Linked DNA regions of Gossypium hirsutum: region 2 is linked to region 1. Evidence: chromatin contacts called from public Hi-C data. All regions are on one chromosome and are shown on one strand. Each heading gives the region's core, a stretch centred on a gene start, on an enhancer-like site or on the middle of the called end of the contact. The rest is flanking DNA. Distances are from core to core; before and after follow the strand shown.

The links. Hi-C and Micro-C count contacts between places; a contact is called where the count stands out from the background.
Region 2: a Hi-C map of leaf shows a contact between it and region 1, with 2.4 times the contacts expected there. The contact joins the promoter of LOC107962599 here to the enhancer-like site in region 1. A contact is called at or near these places in 4 of 34 Hi-C or Micro-C datasets (all in leaf).

Annotation. Positions count from the first base shown.
Region 1 is chrA06:10,192,720-10,199,773 of Gossypium_hirsutum_v2.1, forward strand. It overlaps LOC107962597 (a long non-coding RNA gene), which reads left to right and starts at 6,263. Exons shown (of 2, transcript XR_001701693.2): 1 at 6,263-6,713. It also overlaps the pseudogene LOC107963262. Within about 2 kb of position 2,807, at least 1 of the 9 cell types and tissues checked has an H3K27ac peak or open chromatin away from gene starts, as enhancers often do. A contact at or near this core is called in leaf, where this site is marked.
Region 2 is chrA06:10,259,846-10,266,899 of Gossypium_hirsutum_v2.1, forward strand. It overlaps LOC107962599 (actin-related protein 6), which reads left to right and starts at 4,041. Exons shown (of 9, transcript XR_001701694.2): 1 at 4,041-4,821; 2 at 4,939-5,146; 3 at 5,232-5,295; 4 at 5,399-5,483; 5 at 5,588-5,638; 6 at 5,731-5,793; 7 at 5,894-6,025; 8 at 6,118-6,232.

The DNA.
Region 1 (7,054 bases), core at 1,557-4,056:
ACTACTTGCGCTATGTGATGCGCTTCCTTCAATAGAGCCATAATAGAATTTAGAAAATTGATTTTAAGGTTAAAAAAATATTTGGAGAGTTCTCTAGCTTACAAATTCGACAGCGATGAAAATCAACTTTAGCGTGAGTGAAAAACCTAAAATAGGGGAAAGATATTTATAGACACAACATAATAAAATAAAAAAAAATAAAATAAAAACATTCATAATAAGCCAGTGCCTATGGGCATTTACTATAATTAATTACGATTGATTTAGTTAAATGGTTAAAATTCATAATAACTCTAAACTTGATATTATTAAGTACCAAATTCTTTAAATGCATTTATTCAAATTATATTTACGATAAACTATGAAAATTGGTTACTCCACTTTGCATATATTGAGTTTAACTTAGTGCATTTATTAGGGTTAAGCTAACATTAAGTGCTTATGAACTTGACAGCTAGGAGTGTTTCGCACATTCTTTGCATTAGAGTTTATGATAAATGTTTAAAGTCAAACAAAATTTTTATCATGAACTCGGTATTAGGAAGTGTTGAAAAGCTTTAATCATTTTATAATTATTGATCACAATTTATTAAGGGATAAAAAGTTTACTACACTTAATTTTATATTCAACTCCACATCATTAATTACCAATAAACTCGGAGAAGTAACTTTTGCACAAAACAAGAAATAACTATAGCCGCCATGTCTACATTCTAGCTTAAACTACATGCAAAGTACGGAATGTGTTTCCCCCTTCATATATATTTTATCACTCAATTTATACTATTTTCGAATTTTAATTTCAAGTTTTTTAATGGCTATTATTTTTAAAGTTTTAGAATTTAGGTGATTTTATTTGATTGCATCACACGGAGTTGGATTTATCCGTGATTTTTTTTTTTTTGTCCTTTTTCAATTATTTAATTTTTTATATTACATATAATATGATTATCTGAAATGTAGGGTATTTTCTTCATGTCATGTAAAAAATGTAAAAAAGAAAAGAAAAATGATTTGCCTGATTGTTGATTTCGTTATGTTCAGGTTTCTAAGATTCATCCGTTGCTAATGAGAAATTTGATTTCTTGAATAGAGTGTCAAGTTGGATGAACCTCTGCACTTTCTTTTCTCTTTTGGTAGTCGATGTGATCATATTTGATTATGTTTTAGCATTGCAAAAGATTATCTTGATTTTATGTTTCATGCTATAATTGTTTCTAGGACTATTCTTCTATTTCTCCTGTTTCTGTGACAGTTATGATTCTCCATTCTCGCTCTTTCATTGCAGTTCAGTTTCATAATTGCAAGAAATGTTACTCGGTATAGTCCAAGTTTCTGTACAGCGTTGTTAAATCATCCCATTTTCTCTTTAATTCTTCATGTTGTCATGAAAACATTATTGAAGGTATAATCATCAGATAATGTATTACAGAGAAACACCCATAGGACTATATTCTACAAAAGGTATCTGCTTCTGTACCACCGAGGATGAAGAAAAGCGTTAACAGGTAGTAAACAGTTTTTATCGTTTGACTTCAAAAATCATTTTGCCTATTACCCAGTCTATTAATGTGCTTGCACTCTTATACTTGACTGCACCTTTTTAATTCTTAAAGAAGAGCAAACAGGCTTATGATTTCCAGTCATTAATTTGTTTTTACTTGAGGATGAAATCCTTTTTCAACTGTCCTTAAGTTTTTAGCTTATTAAGTATTGATGTTAATGTTGCTTGAATTCTGTTTATTTCAATTTCTTACTTATTTGAGCCTTGCACATGATTGAAGCTCAAAGCTGGTTATTATTTCCAAGTTATCTACCAAGCATAGTCTATGTTCAATTTCTCCCGAATACGGTTTGTTTGATTAACATTCTTTTGGACTTTGTAAAATTAAAGACTTGCAGCTCATTAGGTGTAGCACAAAGGCTTTTGATTTGTTACTGCCACTTTCATGCTTGTTTTTGTAGTCTGATCTGACACCCTTTTATGCGTTTAGCCAAGTTCTACTGTGTATTTGATTATTATTTTACTATAGGCTTATTATTGCAGCAAGAGACCACGCTTTGACTCTTCAGCAGGAGAGTGATCTGAGCCTGTCAATTGAGCTTTTCTGCTATGTAGTACTGTTAGAATCTTGGTTGCATCACAAATCTGATACAGATGTAATGCTAGATTTCGACAAACCGGTTTCAGCAGGAAGATTGGCCCTTGCTAACTTTTTATATTCATACATTAATATTGATTTGACATAATATACTGTTTTTTCTTCTTTTCTTTCTTTCCTGTTTTTGTATTTGGTTAAGACTAGGACATAAAGGCCTTCATTTCTCTTACTGGTTTGATGCTTAACTGTCATGAAGAGCAGTTGGCTAAAATTTTACTTTTAGACCTAATTTTTTGGTGAATTTCGTGCAGATGGTTAAGTTTGTCAAAGCCATGATTCTTTGCTAATTGAGTTATCAGAGCATGGAAATTGTTATCTGTCTTAAGCTCTCTACTTTAAAGCATGGCAAAAGGACTCATTCACCTACCAACAGAAGGCCACTGCCTAAGCTTGTTCCTTTCACCGTCTTGACACTTGTTTCAGTTTGTGTGATTGACATATTAACCGATCGCCAAAAGACATCGTATTTTTTTCCTCCCACTTTGGGACAAACCCCCTACCCCCTTCATACCCCTACCACACTATTACCCTGAAAATGTTTCAATGGAACACTTGTGCCTCCTATATGGATGGTCATACGTTTGCAACCACGATGTATATTTGACAGCATCATGTTTAGCCATGAATTAGACTTGCTTGATATCAGGTTGAGTGTGCTGAAGAGTAGATAGTCCATGGTGTATTTCTTGGCCCAATTGCATCCCCTAGCCCACATGAAAGCCCATTTGTTCTTGAATCACGGGAACAGATAGCTGTGAAAAGATTACTTCGCAATGCAGAGATATCCAATGGAGATCTAATAATATCAGATACAAATGAGCTGCCAAGACTGTTGGGTTTTGTGTCTAAGAAAGAGAAGATGGAAAGTATTTTTAGATTTCAAAGTTTAGTTTTTATTATAGTAAAATTATCTTTGCCTGTAATTTTTTTATCTTTTTTGGAGAAATTTTTTCACGTTAAATTTGTGTGTTTAATTTTTCAATTTCTTCCGTTATTTTTTTACTTTTTTGTTGCTTAATTGGGTTAATTTCCAATAGACAGATCAAAATTTAACAATCAAAATTGACTTCTTGTTCTTTTTATTCTTATTCATATGTTTACATACAAAGTATATACTTAAATAGGAAAACTTTACCATTGCAACTTACAAAGTTGGCATGTCTAAATACATAGGATTATTCATTGACTGATTTTTATCTTTTCAGCATCGTTTACATTTACCTAGCAAATTAAAGAAAAATAATCTAACAGCTTTTTTAAACAAGTTGACAACTTGTTCGCCTGTATCAAAAGTTTCGAAACAATTCGCAGTTAGACTGTCCCCCACTTTAGCTTGTACTTGTATTGTCCACCACTTTGACTTGTACTTTGGATTGTCCGCCATTTTAGCTTGTACTTGGACTGTCCGCCACTTTAGCTTGCACTTGGATTTTCCGTCATTTTGGCTCTCACTTTTGGCTTGTCTGCCACTGCTGCATGGTTGGCAACTTTCAACAAAGACTACCCACTCTAAAATTGCTACAACGGTGTGATGGAGTGCCACCCATGTTGCACCTTGAGTTGCAGCATTACATGTATTCCTTTGAGTTTCTTGTGGATTATAGCAGTTGGCGAGCCTCAGTTCATATCTATAACTGTTGGCCTCTCACGCTAGATCGATCTAATCTTTTCTGATGCAAGATGGCATTGCAGCTATTGCTTTCAGAGTCTTGAAAATTTCATATTTAAGATGACTGGTTTTATCCTTGCTGACAGAGTGATAAGCACGAACCATCTAAGTTATCTTAGGATACAAAGAACCATTTGCAGGGGTGACACTCTTTTCGACATGCTTCCTGAAAAATACACCTTCCGATGGTTGACTAAAAAGATGGATTCCAACCCCCTTCAGCTTCAGTAGTTCATCTTCCTACATATTTGATACAAAATGCAAATAGGTTTAGGTTCCTTCTCCCTGATGGATGTTTAAGAATTCAAGATTTTATAGCTAGTCCTTGAAGTTGCAAGTGACACTGACCTGAAAGCTCATTTATATTAGTCAGAAATTTTATTTTTGCTTGTTGCCTCCCTTTCTAAAGCTTTATTGATGTCATGTGAAGGAGGAGGATTGATTTTAGCATTGCAAGTTAAACAAACCATGGTTCGGGACACAGTTCGAACTTTGTTAATCCTCTCACCCAAGTCCAGCCTTGAGTTGGTTTGTGCATGTCTACTGGGCCAAGTAGGTAGTGCCCGACCGTTGGATAAGTATAGATGAGAATATAAAGTTGGCAATAGATACCATACTAGTAACATTTTTAGTTAGTTTAGATATGAGTTAAAATACTCTTCATTAATTTTTTAGTAAAAGAATAATTAAAAAAATCTAGGATATTCACTTGAGTTTTGAACAATTTATTCTTAATTATTTGATTTTTAGATATTTGAAAATATGATTTCATTTATTTTGTTAATAATTAGAAAATAAAGATAAATAAAAAGTGAAGTTAAAAGTTTCATATATACAAAAATAATGTCTAGTTAACTCTTTGGATTGGTGAATGTGATTTGAGTATACGTTTTAGTAATTTAAGAAAAAACAATCACAAAAAAAAGTGTGCTATTGTTCGAGGAGGCATAGGAAAATACCTAAGAATCCAAGTAAAAGCTTATTTAATAAGAAAAATGAATTCTTTCAACCCATTATTGATAAAATTGGGGGAAAATTAACTAATTGAGAAATCTAATTGTATCTCTCTCTTTAGTTATACTAGGAAAGTACATATGCACAATTGGGATATTTATTTGCAAACTTGTTGGATACTTGGATTAGGTGGGTAGAAAATTAGGTATATCCAACTCATGAATGAAGGGTTTTTGACAAGGCAAGTTTGGAGGATTTATTTTTCAATATTCTCCCTTGTTTATTAGTACTGCCTCTATTTTGTTATCCAAATATTTCAATAATTTATCTTTCCCTACTCTCAACATAAAACTTTTAGATTTGAAATAGAATTTTAGAAGAAGACACATATATATATGAAAAGAGATCCATTTATATCGAAGTAAAACTAACAGGATTTTACGCCCTTTCATAACTTTTTTTACTATTGAAATTTTAACAATCCAACTATTGAATTTATCAATATAATTGTACTTGTCATGCATGTAAAATCTCAAATCAATCTGATATCTTTATCACATTGATCTAAAATATTATTTATATTAATATATATTTAATGGTTGAAAGCTTTTTACATAGAACAAATCGTTAAAAAATTACTTCAAACTTAACATGCATGATCTATGTGAATGGAATATGAAATTCAACGATTAAATTATTAAAATATCAATTGTGGAAAAAAGTTATAAAATGGTCTAAAACCATATTCGTTTGACACTAATCAAGTGGATCCCTCCCATATATATGCTTCAATGGTTATGTTGTTGGAGCGGGAATCAAGCTCATATTATTGAAGGCAACTATAACTTATTTAACATGATAGTTTCTACCCTTGTAAATTGGATTTTTGTAATATGATCTTTTTGTTATTACTTTTGAATAAGTCTAATAGTTTTTAAGAGTAATGATATCTTAGATTCAGTTAGTTATTTTCTTGGAGTATGATTCTTAAAAGTGATTGAGCTTTTATGTATTTAATCTTTGCAATTACTTCAAAAAAATACACAACTCAATTTTAATGCCTTTCAAAATTTTATATGGTATCAGAGCATCTAAAGGCTTAAAAGCCTAATCCCATTTTTATTGTTTTCCTTTCTACTATCTCACGCACAAAATGTATAACATATTGATGCTTAAAATTATTTAAAATAAATATGATATGAACTTTCAAAATAAAGAGATATGTATAAAAGAAAACTTCAAAACACAAATAAAATTTTATAATAGAACAATTTAAAAGTTTATACAAATGAAAAAAATAAATTAAAACAATATAAGGTCTATGAAATAATTTTAAATACTATATCAAGGGGAAAAACGAATAATAACAATATATAGCAAATTTTTTTAAAGGGAAAAAAAAAGAATTACAAAGAATAAAGCATAAACAAAAAAACTCAATTGATACCAAAATAAAATTTAAAGGACAATTTACGAATTAAGAAAATTACTAAAACAAAGTTAAAGGCTAAAAAGAGATACGCTCATATAAACAGGGATTTAAAACGCAAATACCCCAAGTCTTGAGATGCAGCATTTAAAGGAGGACCTAGATGAAGTAGCGCATAAATTCTAGAGAAGATTTAAAAATAAATAAGATGCAATCAAGGCTTGATCAAAAGTCAGCACAAATGACAAGGACCTAACGCAAAAATTTCCCTTTTGGTTTATGCATAAAAGAAAACTCCCCCATCCCCAAAGTTATCTGTCGCGAATCAAAAAAAGGAAAAAAAAAGTTTTCCTCCTTTCTTCCTCTGCCAGGGCACAAAAGAGCTACCCCCGATCGGCCATGCGTTTGCCAAAGGTGATGGCCGATTTCGACGCCTTTTGGGCTTCTCATTCCGGCGAAGGAGACAAAGCTCCGACAATGAGCGCGTGGGTCGATCAAGGTAAGTATTTCCTCTCTTTTAAATTTTGGATTGGATGCTTTTGATGGCTATCAATTTTCTGTGCATATTTTTGCTATTGTATTCGAAAAAAATCAAAGAAAGAACCCCCCTTTTAACACTTTAGTATGTATCTGGATCTGAATGAAAAAGAAAAAAGGAAAAACAAAACGGAATAGAATAACGATGAGTAACCACTTTTGAAATGAATTTTTTTGTCTGATCTTTATTGACTTTTGTGTGTATTTTGCTATTCTCTTCATAAACAAAAAAAGGTCCCGTTTACAATCGAAACTTGAAGGCTTTATAGCCAAATACAAGTAGTTTCTTGCTATTCTTTTGCT
Region 2 (7,054 bases), core at 2,791-5,290, 68 kb after region 1:
TGATTGAATATTAAGCTTAGATGTTAAATATGACTAATTTGTAAAGTGAAATTTGTTAATTTTGAGCATAGGGATTAAAGAGTAAATATTTCAAAATTTGTATTGAAATTCTATAATTACTGACAATAGAGGGCCGTAGAAGGATGAAATTGAGATTTATTTTGAAATCGAGGCTCAAATGTGAAGGATATTACAATTTTGGTTTTAGAGACTAAATTGAATAAAATAGAAAACTTGAGGAAATATTTGATAAGTGAAATTTGATTGATACATGTCTATAGTAGGCTGCTAAATAATGTTTTCTATTGATAATTGAGTTAAATTATGATATAGATCGGGATTTAAACCAACTGGAGGATAATTGCGAAAATAAAAAAAATACAGATTAGTCCCTGATATCTTATAGGTTGCTATTCTTGCCAGTTAAGTTCATATGGTGTATTTATATTTTTATTCCTCATGTATATTATATTGTGAATGTTATCTATATAATATATGTTTTAGTGAACTTTGTATTGTTTACAATTTAGTACAAAAGGGTGAAAAAGGATTAAATTGAAATGGAATAACATGAACTTACAAGATGGAATTAACCCAGTTAAACTTCATAAATGTATTGTACACATGGCTACAGGTTGATTTCTAATGATTCTGAGATCCAACATTTGTTGCAGACTCGAAGATACATGTGACACATGTTTAGTTCGGACAAGTAACTTGATGTCGTTTTAAAGGTTTAACCCAGATGGGTAACCTTAAATGTATATACAACTCTGGCCTAGAAATGTGTAGCCCAGACGGGTAACCTGACACAAATATATGTTCAACTCGGACAAGCAATAGATGTGATTAACTACTGATGATTACCGAGTTCCAGCACTTGTTGCGGAATCGAAAATACATGTGACACAAGTTTAGCTCGGACGAATTTGATGTGTCGATAAAATGTTTAGCCCGAATGGATAACTTAACACAAATGGATATGATTAGCTTGAACAAGCATCAAACATGATTTGCACCTGTGTATTGAGTTCCTTTACAATATTTCGTTGGGTAATACAAAAGATGTGAAATTTAAAATTGATAAGTTACGAAATAAACTTAATGTTCAAATAAAGTGGAATGAAATATTTAAGTAATAAAATTTTGAGTATACATAGATGAAAGAAATGTGGTTAAATGTTAGTTAAATATTATGAAATGAAAAGCTTTGTACTTGATGTATTTTTATGTTTGATAAATTATATAATCTCACCTTGTGGAATTGTGTTGGTATTATAGGTAAACTTAGCTTGCACATTAGTTTAACATATGATTCTTAGTTAAGGTAAGTTAATTGTTTACATTGTATGAGCTTACTAAGTATTTGTAATACTTACTCCGTTGTTACCATTATTCTTGTAGATTTTGGACGTTCTGAATGTGTCATCGGATCTACGAGAAGCTGACACCATTTGTTTCCTGATTCGGTTGACTTTTAATGATTTTAAACTGATTATATGTGGCATGTACATAGGATTGTCAAGTGATTGTAATGTTGAATATGTTTTGTGGAAAATTATGGTATTGTTGAATTTTGAGCTCCCATGGTAAATTATGGATGTGATGAATTGCTTATGCTCATATTTGGTTTATGGATGTGCAAATATAGGTGACCAAATATGATAGGTTATGTACATATGAATTAACTTGTGGTATGAATTGGATACGTGTTATGTAATATTATAAATAAGTGGAATGATTAGTATGGAACCATGTTTCATTGTTGTGATTTGGTATCAAATGTGGCATATTGGTTAGATGTTTAGGGAAATGTTGTATGTTATGTTTTGACATGGTATTGATATGATTTGAACAAGTTTATATTGGCCAAAATGCATTTTAGGTCACTTTTAAGAGTTGGATTTGTAACAAGCATCAAATGACCTATTTTTGCACCAGACGGGCCGAAACACGACCGTATATCACACATGGGTTGGTGACACGGTCTTGTGCTTATTGGAAATTAGGAAGCAATTGTACCATACAGTTCCTGATAGTCACAAGGGCTGGCCACACATCCGTGTGAGCATTATAGATTTGGTCATTTAATTTTCTCATAGACTCAATTTGTTACATGGCCTAGCCACACAACTGTGTGACTTTTGATGAAATTTTTGGTATATTGATTCACATGGATTCTGGACACATGGTTGTGTGACTCCTATTTTACATAAGTGCCTTTATAGTTTGAAAATATTGTAGTTTGATCCTGTTTGTTCCTAGGTAATTTTAGAGCTTTCGCAAGCTTAATTTAGACTCGGTTTTGTTTGTAATGCATGATATTTGTAATAATTGCATGTTTATTTGAAATTTATGAATTTAGTTTTGCTTGTAATTGTTCCATTGACTGTGGTAATATCCTATAACTCAGGTTTGACGACCGAACCTTGTGAGGGATGTTACAATATCGGTTCATATGCAAATCATACAGGGTTATATGAGCTAGCAGAGGGATCGACTGAGTATATAAATTAGGCTCAAATAATTTGTAATCATGTTCCAACTTTTCGTCTATTAATTACAACATTACGTAGTCATGGAGCCAATCCACTAGATGTACCATGATTGAACTCTCCCAATTATATATTGTTACAAAAGCTTTTTATCAAGTGCTTGTCCAATAACCTTGTCATATGTATGTTACACTCATAGGCTACCCTTAATCTCTTTGGGTTCAATATATTCACCAAATATGATTTTATTTTTTATCTCATGATAATCATTACATATTTCTTTATGAAAGGTCAATAAATAACACATAGTAATCAAATCATCCGTCTTAGAAAAAAGACCCTTGGCTATGTTACTTTTCCATCTATCGTATAATGCCAATGAGAGGATATCATTTACCCTTTAATGGGCTATGAATTTCGCTATTGTAAATGAAGTCATGTCATGAAGAAGTCGTATATCCAACGTACCAACTTTCGGCTTTATTACCAATTGAACTCAACCTTCCAATACATCAAAGTATATGAGTCACGCACACATAGTGCTCACTGACTTAGGATTGAGGTAAGTCACATTACAAACATCAGAAATGAATAAATCCGTAAACAAATATAGATTTATTTCATTTGGGTCATGTCCAATGTATTGTCAGTCCAGAAAACCATATCTATGTCTCTATCTTTTGGAAGTCATTCTCTCTGATACTTAAGACAATTTATCTCATTGCTTGGACTTGATAGACATCATAATAGTCTTTGAACCGATTTTCTCACTTTTTATTCACCAAACTATGGACCATTTAGATTACCTACTAATATAAGTTGACTTCTCACATTATGATCAGACCACATAATGCAACTTAATATTATTTAAATGTTAGGTAATAAGTGAACCAATATTTGCTTATTCATTTTACTTTGCATGCAAAATCTATTGAGGACAAATACAAATGATATTAATGTGAACGATGAAACTTTATTAAACCATACTATTCAAAAATTACAAGTACATTATGATGAAAAACTACAATAAGGATACTAAATCTCAAGATATTTTAGACATGTTTTTTAATAACTTTTAAAAAGTTATATGTTTTTGAAAGTTTTTAATTTTTAAATATTTGTTGATGTGGCAAAATGTGTAACATCCTCATGAGGTACACATGGCAGCCATGTGTCGCTATCTGGTTGCGTCGTCAATCACGTTATTACTTAAAAGTAGAGATGGATGAATTTTTTAACAAAATGACCAAATTGCTCTTTAATCTAAAGTATATGGATTAATTTACCCATTTTTTAAGTAGAAGGAATAAAATATAGAGGTTTCCATAGTACATTTACTTAATCTTACTCATCTTTTAATTTCAACTCACTTAACAACACATTTTTAAATAAATAGGACAAAATATAATTAGTGTCTCGGTACAAGAGTAAAGTCTCATACTTTTAAAAAAATAAGACAAAATACAATTACTCTTCAAATATAAAGGTCTATGTTGTACTTTTACCAAAATTTTAAAATGAGTTAACAAGTGTACACGCTAGTAGAACAGGATTCAGGACAAGGATATTAAATTTTATTATTTTAACAATAAAAATAAATCGAATTATAGAGTCAAATTGGTTCGTTCGTTTTCACCCCAATGTCAAACGTCGTCGTCCTCGATAACGGCGGTGGCCTGATTAAAGCGGGCCAAGGAGGCGAGCGCGATCCCGCCGTCGTAATTCCCAACTGTCTCTACCGCCCTCTGACCTCCAAAAAGTTCCTCCACCCCTCCACTACCACCGAAGAAGACCTTACCTCCGCCGCTATCCGCCGCCCCATCGACCGAGGCTACCTAATCAACCCCGATCTCCAACGCGACATCTGGTCGCACCTCTTCAACTCCCTCCTCCATGTCTCCCCTTCCTCTTCTTCCCTCCTCCTAACCGAGCCCCTCTTTTCCCTCCCTTCCATCCAACGCTCCACCGACGAACTCATCTTCGAAGACTTCGGCTTCAACTCCCTCTTCGTCGCCGATTCTCCTTCCCTCGTCCACCTCTACGAGTCCAGCCGCCGTCCTGACAGCCTGCTTTCCGAGGCGCAGTGTAGTTTGGTGGTCGACTGTGGGTTCTCCTTTACCCACGTGGCCCCTGTCTTTCAGAATTGTACCTTGAATTATGGGGTGAAGAGGATAGATTTGGGTGGGAAAGCCTTCACTAATTATCTCAAGGAATTGGTTTCATATCGCTCCATTAATGTGATGGATGAAACCTTTCTAATGGACGATGTTAAAGAGAAGCTCTGCTTTGTTTCTCTTGATGTTGAAACAGATCTCCAGATTGCCAGGTATAAAACAGAGATTACTACATTTTTTGATATACATATTTCTTTCAATGTCGCTTGCAATATGTGATGAATATTGTTTCTGCTATTTTTTTAAACGATGTAGACAAATCATTACAGGAAACAAGGAAAAGACAACCTTTTTAGATGTACCTATGTATTGCCTGATGGTGTGACACACAAAAAGGGTTATGTTAAAGACCCTGAAGCAGCCCAGAGGCATCTCAGAGCCTCTCCATCAGCTGCCATGGAACCAAACAAAGAGACATATCAGTTGGAAACTATCGCCAAGACTGAGGAGAGGAAGAGGGTGGATTTAACTAAAAATGTAGCGTTCCAACTTTCTCTTTCTTCTTAAGTGTTACATTTTTTGCCTGCACATTTTCAATGATGTTCTTGGCTTCCTTGTGTAGGAGTTTGACTTAATCAATGAACGGTTTCTCGTTCCGGAGATGATCTTCCAACCTGCAGATTTGGGTATGTATAGTTTTAGGTTTTCCATTTCATTTGGGAATCGATCAATGACGTGAGATCAATGATGTAAGAAATGCGGACATTGTTTTTTCATCTCTTGTTGCAGGAATGAATGAGGCCGGACTAGCAGAATGCATTGTTCGAGCTGTCAATTCATGCCATCCTTATCTTCGCCCTGTACTTTATCAAAGGTGGTTTTATGTTCTTCTAAGTGCAACCTAGAAAAATATACATGTCTTTCAAGTTTAATTAACTCATGCCACTTACAAGTGTTTTTTGTCCTGTGCTTGAACAGCATTATATTTACCGGTGGAAGTACATTGTTTCCTCGATTTGCCGAAAGACTGTAAGCTTGATCCCTGGACCTTTAGACTGTGTTAATCCCAATTTAAGAGACGACACTGTGATTTACAGTCATAGTGATATTCTAAATTTCAGACAAAAGGATCTTCGCCCTCTTGTCCCACATGAGTATCAAGTGAAGATAACAACTCAAAACGAGTAAATTCTCTAACTTGTATATAAGTTGTTAATATTTTACATGTCTCTGCAAAGTTATTTCTATCCATTTGGTAAAAATCTTCGGGGATATGCTTGTCAGTCCAATCCTAGATGTGTGGCGTGGAGGTTCACTTTTGGCATCGAGTCCCAATTTTGAATCAACATGTGTCACCAAGGCTGAGTACGAAGAGCATGGATCGGCTCGATGTCGGAGGAGATTCTTTCATTGAAGGTATGTGATCTGAACCAATGCAATGCATCTTTGTATGTAGTATTTAGGTTTCAGGTTTAAGGTTCTTGGATTCTCTTCTACTGTACATGAAGGAAGATGTTGCTGGATATCAACTGGCTGTTATAAGAGCTTGAGCATATCTTCCATGGTGAACAGCATTCTTTCCACGAAGGGCCGATCTCATATGCTCGCATCAAACTTGATTTGGTAAATTACTAAAATTTGAGCTCTTGAATCAATGTGTTTTCCTTGTGGAAATGAATTTCTCCACAATTAGCCAGGCATTTAAGAGGTTAGCTTTGTGAAAATGCAACGATGGGCCACAATCACTGAAGAATATATGACTCGATGGATGGACTTGTATCTATATAGATAGTTGCTCGACTAAATTGATGTTGAGTTAATTGGACATCAATTCAGTTGGGAAATGACTAGAAATTTATTTTTGTTTATAAAGTAATAAATATTATTATGAGATTTTATTTTGAGGGTGTTTTTGTTGTTATTTTCTGTTTTGATATTTTTACTTAAAATTTATAAAAATCAATTTAATTGGACTTGAATTATATTTTTTTATATAAAATTTTCACCCATATTGTGGTTTTCATCAGCAAATTTATTCGTTTGTTAGTCAGCTATACTACTTGATTTTTGTTCGTTTAATTAGCGTTTTATCAAGTAAAGTTTGAAGTGAATCTAATATTTTTAGAATAATTTTATTAGGTTAAAGCGTCTATAAGAGTCCTTGAACTTTTTTTCTTTTAAAAACTAATTAAGCTTTGCAAAAATATCAAGCCCTTGTATATTAAATTTCCATTAATTAAGTTTTTTTTTAACATTAATTTCATTATAGGTTATTATCATATTTGTTTTTTGTTACAATGCTTAAAATTATTCATAGTTATTTCTTAACTCTTAAATAAAAGGATAATACGTCGCACTCGAATCCACGTTTCTTGCACTGACAACAATTATGACGTTAATTTAATTAAAATTCAATCCACCTTTTTAATTATTAATTTAACAATT